Linked DNA regions of Mus musculus: regions 2, 3, 4 and 5 are each linked to region 1. Evidence: chromatin contacts called from public HiCAR-type, HiChIP or PLAC-seq and Micro-C data. All regions are on one chromosome and are shown on one strand. The core of a region is the stretch at or near the end of the contact, and the rest is flanking DNA. Distances in the headings are between cores, read along the strand shown. Region 1 holds the start of Ebf2 (early B cell factor 2). Region 2 overlaps Ebf2 (early B cell factor 2). Region 3 overlaps Ebf2 (early B cell factor 2). Region 4 has its middle 13 kb from the start of Gm10860. Region 5 holds the start of Bnip3l (BCL2/adenovirus E1B interacting protein 3-like).

Region 1 (2,700 bases), core at 189-2,688:
CCAAGTCTTCCGGAGCACCATCCCGCCTGCGCAGTCTGTAGTCACAGTTTGCCCCTGAGGTGAAGTGACGTGCTCAGGTCCCCTTCAATGGAGACTCAAGCAGTCTCTGAAAGCGCAAGCTTCCTTTTCGCTCGCCGGGCAAACGTGCACCCCAGGCGCTGTGTCCTCTAGCGGCGAACTCTCGCAGCTCGTCTGTGAGCGCTCACCTACAGCTAGGGGGTCCGGTCAGGAGTCAATTGACACTCAAACCTGAGCCCTGAGCCGGGAGGAAAGACTCCCGACTGTAATGATGCTGAGAGGCTCGGGTGCAGTCGCTCGAACCGCGGCGCAGCTGATTGTCTGCTCCACGGCAGATGGTCTTTGAGCACAGATTTGCATTCATTGTCTTCAAATCTGTTTTCGCGCTGGCGTTCTAGATTTCAACAGCAGATCTACGCGCAGATCAGAATACAAAAAGAGAAGCAAGAAAATAACACCCAGCCAGGAGGATTTTTTTTTAATAGGCACCTCCAGCCGTCTAGGGTTTCAGCTATTTTGTGGAGCCTCGGCTTCCCGACCACCAACCTTCGCGACCACAGCGCTCGGCGGACAAAGTTTCCAGGACTTCTTCACAGACGCCTCGTGTCTCTAACGCAGGGTTCCCCGGCCTTCAGGGATTGGGGAGGGAGATTTTAAAAGGGGGGAGGATTCGAAACTTCATCCCGCAGTTCTCAGCCAGCCAAGCTGTCAGCAACCTCTCCTATCTGCAAAGGTGCGTACTCCCGCCCTCCCGGGGCTGTTTTCCTTAACTCCTTCACCATTTCCCTTCACAGTATATTTATTTAAACTGCACTTGAGCCTCATTCGTCCACACTCCGCTCTCTCCTTCCTTCATCTCGCCTCTCCTTCTAACACTTGTGGCCTTCGCACGAAATGATTGCTTCCCTGGAACTCTCTGAGACTTGGTAGACCGGTTCAGAAAGACGGATGCCCTGAGGGTAGTGTTTGCGAAAAGCATAAATACAGGTGGTCACAGGTCCAAACCCCGGGAATGAATCTGTAGGGTCTCCCGCAGGCGACAAAAAACCTGCATCTAGAGGCAAATCCGCGCTGGCTTCCTGCTCCCGCGATCGGAAAGAACCATCATGATCCTAACTCTCAGAGTCCTGCTACTCTGTTTTGGTGCAGGATTTGGGGACCCCCTTTCCCACTCAGGCCAAACACTCGGGACTCTGGTCGGGACTCGGTGCTTGTGGCTTGCTGTAGCCTTTCACCTCCCGGACTTCGGGCAAAGCAAAGCTTGGCTAACGCCGCGGGAGGACGTCCGCCCAGCTTGCCCAGAGCCGGCCAATCCCGGGCGTCCATGCAAATGAGGCTCCTTATCGGGCCTCGGCTCCGCCTCCCGCGGCCTGGGTTGTAGTAACCATTCATGGGGCCCGCGCGCTGCAGCAGCCCGGCTCTGCGGCGCTCTCAGCCACCGCCTCCTCCCCGCTCCGGGTCTTCCCCTTCCTCTTACAACTGATCCTGTTGGGGATTTTTTTTTTTTTTCCTATATCGGAACGGTGGGGAGGAGCAGGGAGGGGGGAACAAGGAGGAAGGGGAGAGATCAGGCAGCTATCTATCTCCTCCTGTTTTTCCCAGAACAGGTGATGCTTCCAAATTGTGGCCACTTTCTGGAGAACGTTCTGCAGCTGGAAGGATGCGGGCGACCTAGAGTGGAAGCCCCGAGGCGGCAGATCTGAAGCCACCGAGGATAAAAAACGCAAACTTTGCATTGTGCGTGGAGGAACGGGCTGGCTATTTCTTTCCAAGAGGGCCCCCAAACTTCGGCCCTTGCCGCCTTTCTCGGATTGCTTTTGGAGAACACCATTTGCTGGCAGCATTGGAGAGTGAGGACGGTGTTGTTGTAAAGTCACTTTTAAGGCGACAGTAGAGGACCAGACTTTTTAAATGTTTGGGATTCAAGATACGCTAGGAAGAGGACCAGCTCTGAAAGACAAGTCGCTGGGTGCCGAGATGGATTCGGTCAGGTCCTGGGTCCGGAATGTCGGCGTGGTGGACGCCAATGTCGCGGCTCAGAGGTAATGAGACTGGAGCCGTTGTGCTCTGAAAGTCTCTGGTTGTGTCTGTCTCCCCGAATATCTCTTCCCTTTGCTCCCTCTCTTTCTCTCTGTCCTTGTCTCTCCTCCCTGGCTGTGCGCACTGGGGCTCTCCCTGGGCGGGCAGGTCGCTGCGACTAGGGGAACCCTTTTCCCGCAGTCGACACTGTAGTTTCTGAACTACCGAGGTCACGGGTGTTTCTCCCCACAGTCCGTTCTTTGAGGACAAAAAAAATTTATTAAAAGTAGCGTTCAAGCTCACATCGTGGCGTTTACTCTTGGACTCTAGCGGAGTGGCGCGTGAAGATCCGAGCTGGCAGCCGGCGCAGCGGCAGAGCCGGCTTTCCGGTCACTCCTAGGTTCCCCCACGCTTCCTGCGAGCGCCTCTCCTCCAGCATCATTCAGGATGGCTTGGAGACTCGGGGAGCCCAGCGGCCAGATGGTGGCGGCGGCGAGAGGATCCGGAGAGGCCTGAGGGGCTGCAAGGAAAGCAAGGCGGCCGGGAGCTCTAGGAAAGGGGACATGCAAGCGAGTCCTGGGTGAGGGAGAGTGGGACAGACAAACCGAAGAGGCCGAGGATGGACCGAAGCACAGGAGTAGTCGGGGAAGAGGAGAAAATGGA
Region 2 (2,700 bases), core at 70-2,569, 180 kb after region 1:
CCTGACAATCTGGGGTGGGTGTGGACGAGCGCAATCCACATTTGGACGGTGGTGGGTACTGCTTTGTTTACCTGGCCTGTTTCTTCTGTTGTCAAGGATACATCCGCAACACAAGCAGCATCTCCCCGCGGGGATACTCCTCCAGCTCCACGCCTCAGCAATCTAATTACAGCACCTCCAGCAACAGCATGAACGGCTACAGCAATGTTCCTATGGCCAACCTGGGTGTGCCAGGATCCCCGGGATTTCTGAATGGCTCACCCACGGGCTCCCCATATGGAAGTAAGTGACCTTTGCCATCCATCTGGCACTGTACGCCTCCCCCGCAAAGGTTTCAGCCCTCAGCCTTTTAGGAGATAGCTGTATTCCCAGATGGTATGAACGCATGGGAGATAGTCTCATTGCCTGATGAAAGGTCCTTTCTGCCTTTTGTTCTTTTCTCATGGCTGAACTTAAACTTCCCAGTTGGTGTCCTCCTGGGGGAGGATAGGAAGCAAACCCATTCCCTTGTATAAGGTACATGTGGCTTGTGTATGTGGGGGGAGGAGTGGACATTTCATTTCAGCTAACAGTGTGCACCTGATTCAGCGGGCATTCTCACATGCACTATTTCTTTCTTTCTTCCTTTTTTTAAAAATTTTTTTTGGTTTATTTCATTTTAGCTGCATATTATGGGCAAAGAAGTTTGGTGCCGTAACTAGCCTAGCCACCCTCTATTACACAGCTAGAGTTTATCAGGTGGTAGCAGACACAGAACTGGTGGCCTCCCACTCCTCTGTCATGTCTTAATTTGTTATTTTCTTTCATAGTTTCTTACATATAATCCACTTTGATCATACCCCCACCCCACTATCTCCTCTTATCCCCTCCCCCTCCCACCAAAGCCCTTCTTCCTTGTGAGTCTCTCGTTGTGCACCATTGCAGTTACTTTGAGTAGCTTGCTTGGAAGAGGGTGGTTTAGTTGACCAAGGGTGACTCGTCGGCGGTTACACCACTGAGGAATATTACTGCCCTTTCCCTGGCAAGCATTTCCAGCCTTCAGTTCCTCTGGGAGAGGTGGGACCCTAAACAGGACATCTGTGTCGTGCTCTGCTTGATATTGTAACATGGCTCTGTCTGCCATTAAGCACCTCCAGAGAGATGGAAGTTGACTGTGTATAGCAGCATGCTGGATTTAGACAGAGCCTCTTAGCCTTAATCTATAGCAGCAAAGTCAATGGCTTGAGAAGTTGTGAAAAACCGATTTGGGTCGCTCTGGGAGCTAAGTTGGGAGCTTGCACAATGGTCCCTGGAGCCTGAAAGAGTGTGTTTTTCAAACCTGCTTAGGGAATACTTGAGGCCAGGGGCCATGCTGACATGGGGAGCCAAAGGATGGAGCAGAGAGCTCTTGAAATGTTGGCTGTTGTTACAAGTCCTGCCCCTGCCCTTCTCTTTACCCAGAGTGACTCCCTCGTGCCAGAAACAAGGACACATCAAGGGCAGCACACAGCCCTGTCAGCCATGGCTCAAGTGACAGGCCTTGGGGGCTATTTCTCACTGCCTTCAGAACCTTGGTTCCTGGGCCCACACAATCCCAAAATATTTCTGAGCTATGCTTTTAAGTCAGTATTACCCAGTGTGGTGGGGATTCAGGACCAAGGAGCTGAGTGCAGCGCAGGCCCTTTCTGTCTGTAGCTACCATGTGTCGTGTGTGTGTGTGTGTGTGTGTGTGTGTGTGTGTGTGTGTGTGTGACATGGCCTAGACTCACTGGAGCAGAGTATACATTATTGTTTATTGGTTTGTTTTTACTCCACTTAGAAAACAAAAGAAGAAAACCACAAAACTTCTTTTTCCAAAAGTATGTGGTAGAATGATCATCCAATGGACCATAGGAATGTGTAATATGCAAGCCAATGGGAAAGCGAGGCTAGGGGGGAAATGCATTTAGAATAACTTCATAAACCTAAGTCTGGGCATCGAGGCCATTCTATGTGATGCGCTCTGGTTTCCCAGTTACAAAATGCTATTGCAAAGGCTGTTCTCTGTGCTCTGTGTCTATCAGTATGACCGTGTTAGAGAACGCCAAAGAAACATAGACAGTTTAGCTGCTGAGACCAGGGTGGGTTTGTCACACACTTGGTCAAGAATGAGGTACCTTGTGTGACAATGAGGCTCTCCCTCTAACAGACCCCACAAGGAGCATGGTGGCATGAGAGAGAGAGCGCGCGCGCAACCATGCTTGCTTCACGGTGATTCTGACAGTGATTCACGTCTTCCTCTCTACAGGTTAAAGAACAATCTAGAGCCTAATCAGATCCCCTCAACCACTTTGTGGCACCCGTATAACAATAATTACGACCACCACTTTCCCTTATAAGAGATGGGGAGTTGATTAATGACCCACTCAAAGAGTCATAGTAGGTAAATGGCTCAAACGGAACCACAACACCTGTCACCAGACTAGGACTGGAATGCCGTGTTTTCAAATTATTCAGTAACACAAAGGATGGAAACTATTTACACTGTATCATTAGGTTAAAACAGACAGAATTTTCTTCTGGCCATTTTGTTAAATTTATTTTATGTGTCTGTGTGTGCGTGTGTGCGCACACACACACACACACACACACACACACACACACGTGCACATAGATTCCATGCCACATATAGAGGAATCAGAGGACAACTTTCAGGAGTTGAGTCTCCTCCCGTGTTAATCT
Region 3 (2,700 bases), core at 83-2,582, 140 kb after region 1:
CTTTTTTTCAAGGAGCCCTGTGTGGTGTAGTTGTCCTGGTGGTGCCTGTGGGAGCTCAGCTGTACAGTCAGTGAATATGACACAGAGTTCAATTATACCCATCAGTATAACAACAGTTAAGTGTGAGTGTTCTTCCCAACATAAGTTCTTGCAGAACTTACTTATGATATCAGAAGATCTGCCACTCAAGACAGGGCACTCATTTCTATACAGGGCTGGGCTGTCTACCATCTTAGAGGCAACATTAGATTTTCCATTCAGCTATTCTGGTGTTGATCTCTTTGATATGTATCCTACCCCTAAATCATTTTTGATATGCGCCCTACCTCCAAATGAAAACGGAGGGCAGGATTATTGTAGGATAAATATTAGGAAAAAGAGGGAGGACTCCAGATATCTTAAAATTATCCCACAATCAGTCCCTTTAAGTTCCACCGAATGATTTGTTTTTAGTTCCAGTGGACTTTTATTGAGATAAAATGAACAGCAAGTACAACAATCAAAATTTTATCAACTGTTTTTTTTTTTTTCCTCCCCACTCTGACCCTCATATGCTCAGCAAAGACTCTTGCCAATGCCCATTGTAATTTGTATTGCTATGTTAGGTGGAGAACCATCCGGACACCGTATCTTCCTTGACTTTAAGAGATAAGCTGTAACTCGACACAGAAGGACCCCCGAGTTTCTAGTATAAGAAAGGGTTATTTATAAGCTGTATGGGGAAAGATGGAGGAGCTGAGTTGGCTCTTGGACTGCATCTACTCATACAGGATGAGGTATAGAAGAGGCATCCTGAGGAGATTTACAGGGGCTCCAGGGGAGCAGCTGGCGCTTTAGGGAGCATGCCCATAGCAGGCCTGTCAGGCTTCTGAAGCAAGAAATCTGTGGTGCTGGGGAGACCAAAATCTTAGACACAGATCTGCCGGTGTAAGAACTGACAGCCGTGGAGTAGCCGGATAAGACGACGGTCCTCGTGTTTATATTGCAGCGTGCCTCAGCCACACAAGAATGATGGAGAAATTAGCTTCTCTGACAAAAACACCTCGTCCACACAGCTGGGTGTTCACCATTAGTCTGTTTGACTGAATGAAGCAGGAGCAAAGGCCACGGCTACTCATGTCTTGGAACGGGGCCAACATCTATCCAACAACCCCTTATGATTTTTTTTTTAAAACCCTAGCTCTTATATAAAACTTTTTAATGGCACTACCATCTATTTTCCTTAAATAAAAAAATGTTGAATGTTTCTCTCACACCCGCTGAAGAGGGAAAGGAGAGTTTAAATTAACTCCAAATGGTACGAATTTAATAGAGCCCCAGCTGCCTGCAGGTTTCTTCAGTGCAAACCTCTTGGTCTGAGAGCTGCCCCAGCTGCTGTGTGATCTTGCAGCCCGTCCCATTTGAAAGTCACCGTGCTACCAGGCCACAGTTCTAAACACATAATGAAAACCACTTGACTTGGGCCCCTCTGATCAGCAGCTGAGCCCATGATCTGGTCATAAAGCAAACCAGCTAGTCCCAAGGCTAGCAGCGATCTCTCAGGAGTTAAGGGGAAAACCTCTGAAGGCCTGAAGGGCTTTCTCTCTAGGGAGTACTTCATGTTGTGGAATGCTGTGAGCCCCTTCAAGCTTTTCTTTGCTGCAGCAACCTTCTGCCTTTATACCTCTTGACATTTGGTATCTCAAATGAGGTCAGGAATCAGGATGATACCAATTTTAACTAACTTACATTTTTGTTTTGTTTTGTTTTTGAGAATTTTGAGTTCTCTTTGGGAGAAAGGGAGATGTCCAAGCTGATAGTCACTCACATAAACAGCTTTTAGGGAAAGATATGCCAGACTTCAGACAGGTGAAAGCAAATTCTAAAGGCTCAAATGTCTCAGAGGATGTGAATTTGGGTGCCAAACTTGACCCTTGCGCCCATCCTAGTACAATGAGATCCAGAAATTACTAGAATACAGACCAGAGCTTTCTCAGTTCTGCCACAGGAGGGAATGGCTTTAAAAACTGCCTACGAGGAGGCTCTGTGCTTCTGATTTTTGATGGACAGCAGGTGACTCATAAAGTCCTCCGGGAGAGAGTGTGGTGGGAGAAAACTTGTGGCATCGAACGAAGAACTGCATCAAATGTATTATACGGCTCCCGAGAGGCTCCCAGAAACGTTTGCTAGTGAAATACCGCCCTTGACTACAGCATCCTTCTTGGCATTCAGTTTTGATGGGGAAAGCAGTGAGGGTGATGGGAGAAGATGAGGTAGGGTGGCACGGCAAGTGCCTAGGCCTCCAAGAGGACGGGAGCTGAGAGTTATGAAGCAAATGAATGGACTAGAGGCTCTCTAGGGACAGCATGAAAAGCTGGCTAAAATGAAAGTTCTGCCTCTTTATTTCACTACATATTCAACTGGATTTTTTTTAAACCAAAAAAAAAAAAAAAAAAAAAAAAAAGCAAGTCTGACCTAAAACATTTCTAGTAAGTGTAAAAAAAGAACTAAAATAATTGATGTAAAAATAAATACAAGTTCTATTCTGAAGCCAAGTTTGGCAAAACAGCCCAGTGGAAGACTTTTGTGCACAAGACTCTGCCTGGGTTGGCTCTGAGCTTTTGCTTGGTTTTGCTTTCAAGTCAGAATAGCACCGGGGAGATAGTTTAGTCGGCCAAGAACTTGTCTTGCAAGTGTGAGGTCCCAAGTCCTATCCCCAGA
Region 4 (2,700 bases), core at 125-2,624, 210 kb after region 1:
TTTAAGGGTGAGGTCTGTTGAGGGGCTGGTGAAATCCTTCAGTAAGTACTTGTTCTACATGCAGGAGCATTTCTGTTGTAGGCACAAAGTCCACATATAAAAGCCCAACATGGTAGTCCATGCTTGTAGTACTAGCATTAGGGAGATGGAAATCGGATCCCTTAGAATCCTTGGTCAGCTAGCCTAGCCTATTTGTTAAGCTGCAGGCCATGAGAGACCCTATTTTAACATCTAAAGTTAACGTCTGGCACTCGCGCGCGTGTGCACACGCGCGCGCACACACACACACACACACACACACACACACACACGAAGTGAGGTTTTAGATGGCTCTATAAATAAATGGTATCCCTGTTTTGTTCCTCCCCCTACCCCCCAGTTAGAATTTAGTGAAACTTGAAACAGGAGGAAATCAACTGATGTGACCCATGTCAGATTTATCATCTATCAAAGTACTTGAGGAGTATGGTTGAGGTGACAATGGGCCTGATGACACATCTTGCCCCAGACTCTATAGACACATACAAGGCACAGTCCTGGGTCTGTCAAGGCAACCTATCTAAGCTTAGCTGATGCATTTCCCATGATTCCAGGGCTAGAGAGAAGAGAAGCACACACTGAGATCTGGGCCTCTCTTTTGGTGGACAAGCCCCAGCCAACTTGGAAGCATGGGCGCTATGCTGCTCCTGATGGAATCCTGAGAGCTCTAGGAGAGTGTGTTACTCATGGAAACAGACATGAGCAGGGGCTTGCTTACAGCACCTTAGCTCTTTGTTCTCTGTTTGAACCATTCAGCCAGTGGGCATCCAAGGCTGTGTTTGTTCGCCATGGGAACCTTCCGACCAGCACATTCCCACCTTGATGAGGCAGTTTCTTTGTAGACATATTCCAGGATCCAAGAAGGGCAGTTGACAATCTGCCTCCAGAACACTCTGACTGGGCCCAAGAGTCGATTAATTTAACTACAAATTCCCTCCCTCATCTGTCTCCCTCCCCATATCCCCAGCGGTCCATGTTGTCCCCCACATGCTCTTCAGAGACGGTGCAATGGGGTTAAATCACAATATGAAGGCATTCAATAACATCATTATAATAAAATAGACAAACTCTGAATGCAAACTCACTCCTACTTGGAAGTTCCAAGTGAAATAGGGAGATCCAAAACTTAACGCTAAGTCCAAGAAAGTGGAGGTCCAAAAGGATTATGATCCAAAGTTAAATTTCCTTAACACGTAGAAGTAAAAGCCCAAAGAAATTAAAGTCTAATTCAAGTTTTTATTTTTCCTGTGACTTGATATGCAAAGAAATGAATGTCCAAAAAAATTTCATTTCCCAATTTCCAGTTCTGCTCAGCCTCAATCAGAGAGCCGTGGTGCAACGCCTTGAGCAGCTGTGGCCCGGGCTGTCTTCCATGGGAAAGGGTGTGGCCTCTTCCACGGCCTCTCATGAGTCTCATTTTTAAAAAGAGTTCAAAGAGTTAATAGAACACATAAGATTATTATAGTATCAGTCTCATATTCCACAAAATTTAGAACCACAAGCAATCCCCAGCTGCCAGGGCAGTTATCTGAGCAAAATTGCTTTTTCAGTCCCATACTTGGTGTTGCCAGAGGCCTAGCAATATTTGGAAGATGGAAGGAAAAAAAATCTGTGGATTAAACCACAATTTAGGTCCTGAAATCTCAACTCTTACCCAGGGTTTATCTCTTTAACCACCAGAGCCAAACTGGGGTGACCTCTTGAATGTGAACAAGGCATGTGAATCCAAACAAATGCTTAATCTCTCCATGGTTGCTTTCCCTCAGCCCTCCCTCCCAGATGAGATATGAGGTGACATAAAGAATGGTGTCTGGGACATCTAATCCAACCCGCTGACCTGTGCCTGGCACAGAGACGCTGTTGTACTCTGCAGTTCACAGGCTGTATTGTTTAAGCCTTTGGCCTGCACAGTTGACCCTTCAAGCACAGGTCCACCCTGTACTAAGGAACAGCCAGGCCACTGAGGTTGGGTAGATGCAGGCAATGTTGGGGCAGCTGTGGTGAGAATGGGCTTAGCTCATCCCTCAGCAACCCGCTCGCTCAAGTCTAGAGACTGAGCAGCTAAGGTCCTCATTTTTCAACCACTGCAGGCAAACTGTTGTCCTACCCACCAAGAAAGCCTCCATGGTGGAAAAGGCCACATCCATGGCCAACCTAGGACACAAGTTCAACTAGGTGAGCGCCAAGGATGAAGAAAGACAAATGCGATGGCAAAAGCATCACACATCCTGGGGGAGATATAACGTGTGGCTGGCTGGGCCATCAACAGCACAGTCATACAATGTGGGAACACAAGTCCTTCCAGGTCGGGTGACAAGAAACTTCCTAAAGTACACTGAGGCTCAGAGGCTGGTTTGGAGTTAACGTTAAGTGACGTCATCAGGAATGGGTGTGGGTCTCTGGATTCCAGCTGAAGTCCCATCTCTCCATCCTCGTGATCCATTCCAATTCTCTCCAATTCTTCTCCCCAGTTCCAGCCATCAGCCTGTTCTACACTTATTGTTCTTGGACAATATTTGGGGTTGACCCCCAAGACCTTGACCCTACCGGTCCAGAACTCTCCCACTAAGCTCTATTCTAGGCTTTGGGGTTTTTGAGACTAAGTCTCACTAGGTAGCTCAGGTTAGCCCAGAACTCCAGATCCTACGTCACTCTCTTAGA
Region 5 (2,700 bases), core at 57-2,556, 230 kb before region 1:
CCTAAACCGTTCTGGCCACCCTGGAAGCCATCCCTCTTATGAAAGACACTGCCTGACCTTTAAGCATACAAATGGCTTTTAAAGAACTTCATCTGGCCCTGTGACAACTACCACCACCCACTACCTCTTTCATTAAGACATGAAATCCAAACAGAAAGGTTGGGCAAGAAGGTCCGGCGATCTCACAACAACAGCGGACACTCTGGGGACAAGATGTCTGTTTGACTGCAACTGGATCCTGACCATCAACTTTCAATTGCTAGTACCTGTGGCCTGCGTCTGTTGTGTTGTTTACTGTATTTCCTGAAGTTCACTGCAGATTTGGCTGAAATGGACGTGATCCTAGGGCATGTGCTGGGCACCCAATCCATTTAACATAAGAAACAGCACTTGAAAAGTTACTAGTATGGTGGCTGCCGCCTGTCACCCAAGAACTTGGGAAAGTGGAAAGTAGGAGGGATCAGGTCACTCAGCAACACAACGAGTGAGGCCAGCCTGGGCTACATGAGAAGCTCTCTCAAAAAAAAAAAAAAAGAAAGAAAAAGAAAAGAAAAAGCAGTAAAATATGAATTCAAGGTTAACAGCAACAAAAAACTCACTTGAGAAACTTGGGAATTTTCAGACTAAAAAAAAAAAAAAAGATAAATGTCAGGGGCGGAGCAAGCACCCTGCACGAAACTCCGATGACCCCCTGGACCGGCGTGTGGTAGGAGGCGAGCTCCGCAAGCACACCTGCGCGGCCGCACGTCCACCCGCCACGCCCGACCGGTCGCGTCCATCCCCCGGTGTCCCCGCCGCACGTCCCATGCTCCCCCTCCGCTGGCCAGCCTCCGCTTGCCACCCCGAGTTGCGTGCGCCTCCGGCTCCCGACGCCCACCGCGACCCTAAACCTCGGCGCCCAAGGCGCAGGCCGCGAGCCAGCGCCGAGCGCCTGCTCCTAACCGGAGCGCGCCGCTGTCAGTCATACGCACAATCTCGGTCCCAACCAATGAGCTGTCGTCTGCTCCCGCCCACTCCCCCACCACCACCACCAACCCCCCCCCCCCGCCCGCACGGCGGCGGCCGAGCGGCTCCTCCTCCCCCATCCCTCCGCTGAGCCCGGCGGCCCCGTGCTCACTGTTGAGGCCAGCGGGCGGCGGCAGGGGCTGCTCCCCTTCCTCGCAGTTGTTGTTGTTGTTGTGCAAGGGCGGCGGCGGCTCGACTAAGTGAGACATGGTCTGGAGACTGGAAGCGGCACGGCCGCAGGACGACAGTATCCGGCTCTCGAGCAGCAACACAACAAGTCGAGTTCCCCCGCCCCCTTTTCTGCGTCTGCGCAGTCCCTCCCTTCGTGACGTCAGGGCCCTCCCGGACCATGTGATGACAACACAGGCAGCTGGACGGCGGGGTCGGAGCCCAGGATAGGGGGCGTGACCAGGCCGGGCTGGGCGGGGCATTCGCGAGCTGCTCGGGACGTGCGGGTGCGGAAGTCGAGCTGATACGGGCGCCAGGAAAGAATTCCTGCGAGTCAGTCGCAATAGCCGGAAGGGCTGAGCTAGGAAGTTGGCATTGGATTGAGATTAGGGAGGAGTGTGCAGCCCGGAAGCGCGCGGGGCCTGAATGGAACCCCTCCCACGCCTGCAGTATCCACTTAAGAACTCACCCGTGGCTTTAAAGAAGCAGAAAACCCCAGTTCCTCCCCTTAGTGAAACATCCATTTGTGCCTCCCACAGAATACCGTGGGAGGTACCTTGGAGCTAATCACCTTGTTGGAATTTATAACATTTTAATTGCAAAGGTAACATGTAATCACGGTTTAAAAAAAAAATCAATGGCTGGGCGTGGCGCACACTTGTTATTTCAGCTCTTTCTAAGACTGAGGCAGGAGGATTTCGAGTTCCCTGCAGCCTACGCTATCGAGCGACCCATTGCCTTCAAAAACAAATTAAAAGGGAAAAGAAAATACAGATTTACCCAAACCCTGGTTGTTATCTATCTCTGTAAATGCCCTACCTCCTGTACGCTGGTTGCTGACTCTGTTAATGTTCCTAAATACTCCTACGTCGTATCTTTGTCAAGTTTCCTTGACCCGATTTTTGTATAATGTTTTTCTCAATATTGTACTTGCCTTTTAACTTTGCTTTAATTGCAGTTGTTGAATTTTCATGTAATTGTCTTTTTTAAAAATATGGTCTGAGATACCCAAACACGGAAATACTAAATCTAGGACCAGCCAGTGAGATGGTTCTGCCGGTAAAGGCGCTTGCTGAGTAAACCTGCAGACTGAGTTCATTGCCCGGAGCTCCCGGTAGATGGGAAGAAAGCTAACAAAGTTGCCTTCTGACCTCCACCAATGCACCGTGGCATATGCCCTCCCCCTCTAAATCATAAATACAGGCACACACAATAAGTCTTTGTCACTTTGAATTGACATCCAAAAACATGATCTGGAGGGATAGCTTGGGGGGTTAAGCACACTGGCTGCTCTTGCAAAGGACTCAGGTTTGGTTCAAAACACCCACATGACAGCTCGTTCACAGGGCACTCAATGCTGTCTTCCGGCATCTGAGGGCATGAGAAACCCGCATGGTACACAGACATACGTGCAGGCAAACATCCACATGCATTTATAAAACCCCAATTCTCTGGTGAGATGACTCCGGTTAAAGGCTGGGCTGCAGCCCAGAGTTATATACTGAGTTCAATCTCTGGGGCTCACAT

What was found. A called contact is a pair of places that touch in the nucleus more often than the background predicts. HiCAR-type assays count read pairs that join an accessible place to other places. HiChIP or PLAC-seq counts read pairs in DNA pulled down with a chosen protein or histone mark.
Region 2: a contact with region 1 is called in a Micro-C map of brown adipocytes, with 5 times the contacts expected there. The contact joins the enhancer-like site here to the promoter of Ebf2 in region 1. A contact is called at or near these places in 3 of 39 promoter capture datasets (the 3T3-L1 cell line, cranial neural crest and stem cell-derived epiblast-like cells), 3 of 484 Hi-C or Micro-C datasets (brown adipocytes, olfactory sensory neurons and trophoblast stem cells), 4 of 115 datasets of contacts at active chromatin or transcription factors (craniofacial prominence, embryonic hindbrain, embryonic limb bud and 1 more) and 2 of 9 other capture datasets (adipose tissue and embryonic stem cells).
Region 3: a contact with region 1 is called in an H3K4me3 HiChIP or PLAC-seq map of embryonic limb bud, with 3 times the contacts expected there. The contact joins the enhancer-like site here to the promoter of Ebf2 in region 1. A contact is called at or near these places in 3 of 39 promoter capture datasets (the 3T3-L1 cell line and cranial neural crest), 8 of 484 Hi-C or Micro-C datasets (brown adipocytes, colorectal tumor organoids, common lymphoid progenitors and 5 more), 9 of 115 datasets of contacts at active chromatin or transcription factors (astrocytes, craniofacial prominence, embryonic forebrain and 6 more) and 3 of 9 other capture datasets (adipose tissue, embryonic trunk and liver).
Region 4: a HiCAR-type map of fibro-adipogenic progenitors shows a contact between it and region 1, with 5 times the contacts expected there. The contact joins the enhancer-like site here to the promoter of Ebf2 in region 1. A contact is called at or near these places in 3 of 39 promoter capture datasets (the 3T3-L1 cell line, cranial neural crest and maxillary cranial neural crest), 7 of 115 datasets of contacts at active chromatin or transcription factors (craniofacial prominence, embryonic hindbrain, embryonic midbrain and 3 more) and 2 of 9 other capture datasets (adipose tissue and embryonic stem cells).
Region 5: a Micro-C map of embryonic stem cells shows a contact between it and region 1, with 2.4 times the contacts expected there. The contact joins the promoter of Bnip3l here to the promoter of Ebf2 in region 1. A contact is called at or near these places in 1 of 39 promoter capture datasets (cranial neural crest), 2 of 484 Hi-C or Micro-C datasets (embryonic stem cells and muscle stem cells) and 2 of 9 other capture datasets (adipose tissue and pancreatic islet).

The regions. Positions count from the first base shown.
Region 1 is chr14:67,233,206-67,235,905 of GRCm38.p6, forward strand. Ebf2 (early B cell factor 2) reads left to right here and starts at 1,439. Exons shown (of 16, transcript NM_001360202.1): 1 at 1,439-2,060. The coding sequence starts at 1,930.
Region 2 is chr14:67,414,267-67,416,966 of GRCm38.p6, forward strand. Ebf2 (early B cell factor 2) reads left to right here. Exons shown (of 16, transcript NM_001360202.1): 14 at 97-282. Among named protein-coding and RNA genes, the nearest start is that of Gm10860, 17 kb to the right of the region's middle. Within about 2 kb of position 1,320, at least 12 of the 459 cell types and tissues checked have an H3K27ac peak or open chromatin away from gene starts, as enhancers often do. A contact at or near this core is called in brown adipocytes and olfactory sensory neurons, where this site is marked.
Region 3 is chr14:67,377,554-67,380,253 of GRCm38.p6, forward strand. The region is part of intron 7 of Ebf2 (early B cell factor 2); the gene reads left to right. All of the region lies in intron 2 of 4930438E09Rik (RIKEN cDNA 4930438E09 gene), which reads right to left. Among named protein-coding and RNA genes, the nearest start is that of 4930438E09Rik, 19 kb to the right of the region's middle. Within about 2 kb of position 1,333, at least 14 of the 459 cell types and tissues checked have an H3K27ac peak or open chromatin away from gene starts, as enhancers often do. A contact at or near this core is called in adipose tissue, brown adipocytes and embryonic limb bud, where this site is marked.
Region 4 is chr14:67,444,182-67,446,881 of GRCm38.p6, forward strand. No RefSeq gene overlaps it. Among named protein-coding and RNA genes, the nearest start is that of Gm10860, 13 kb to the left of the region's middle. Within about 2 kb of position 1,375, at least 8 of the 459 cell types and tissues checked have an H3K27ac peak or open chromatin away from gene starts, as enhancers often do. A contact at or near this core is called in adipose tissue and fibro-adipogenic progenitors, where this site is marked.
Region 5 is chr14:67,007,571-67,010,270 of GRCm38.p6, forward strand. Bnip3l (BCL2/adenovirus E1B interacting protein 3-like) reads right to left here and starts at 1,307. Exons shown (of 6, transcript NM_009761.3): 1 at 1,118-1,307. The coding sequence starts at 1,214.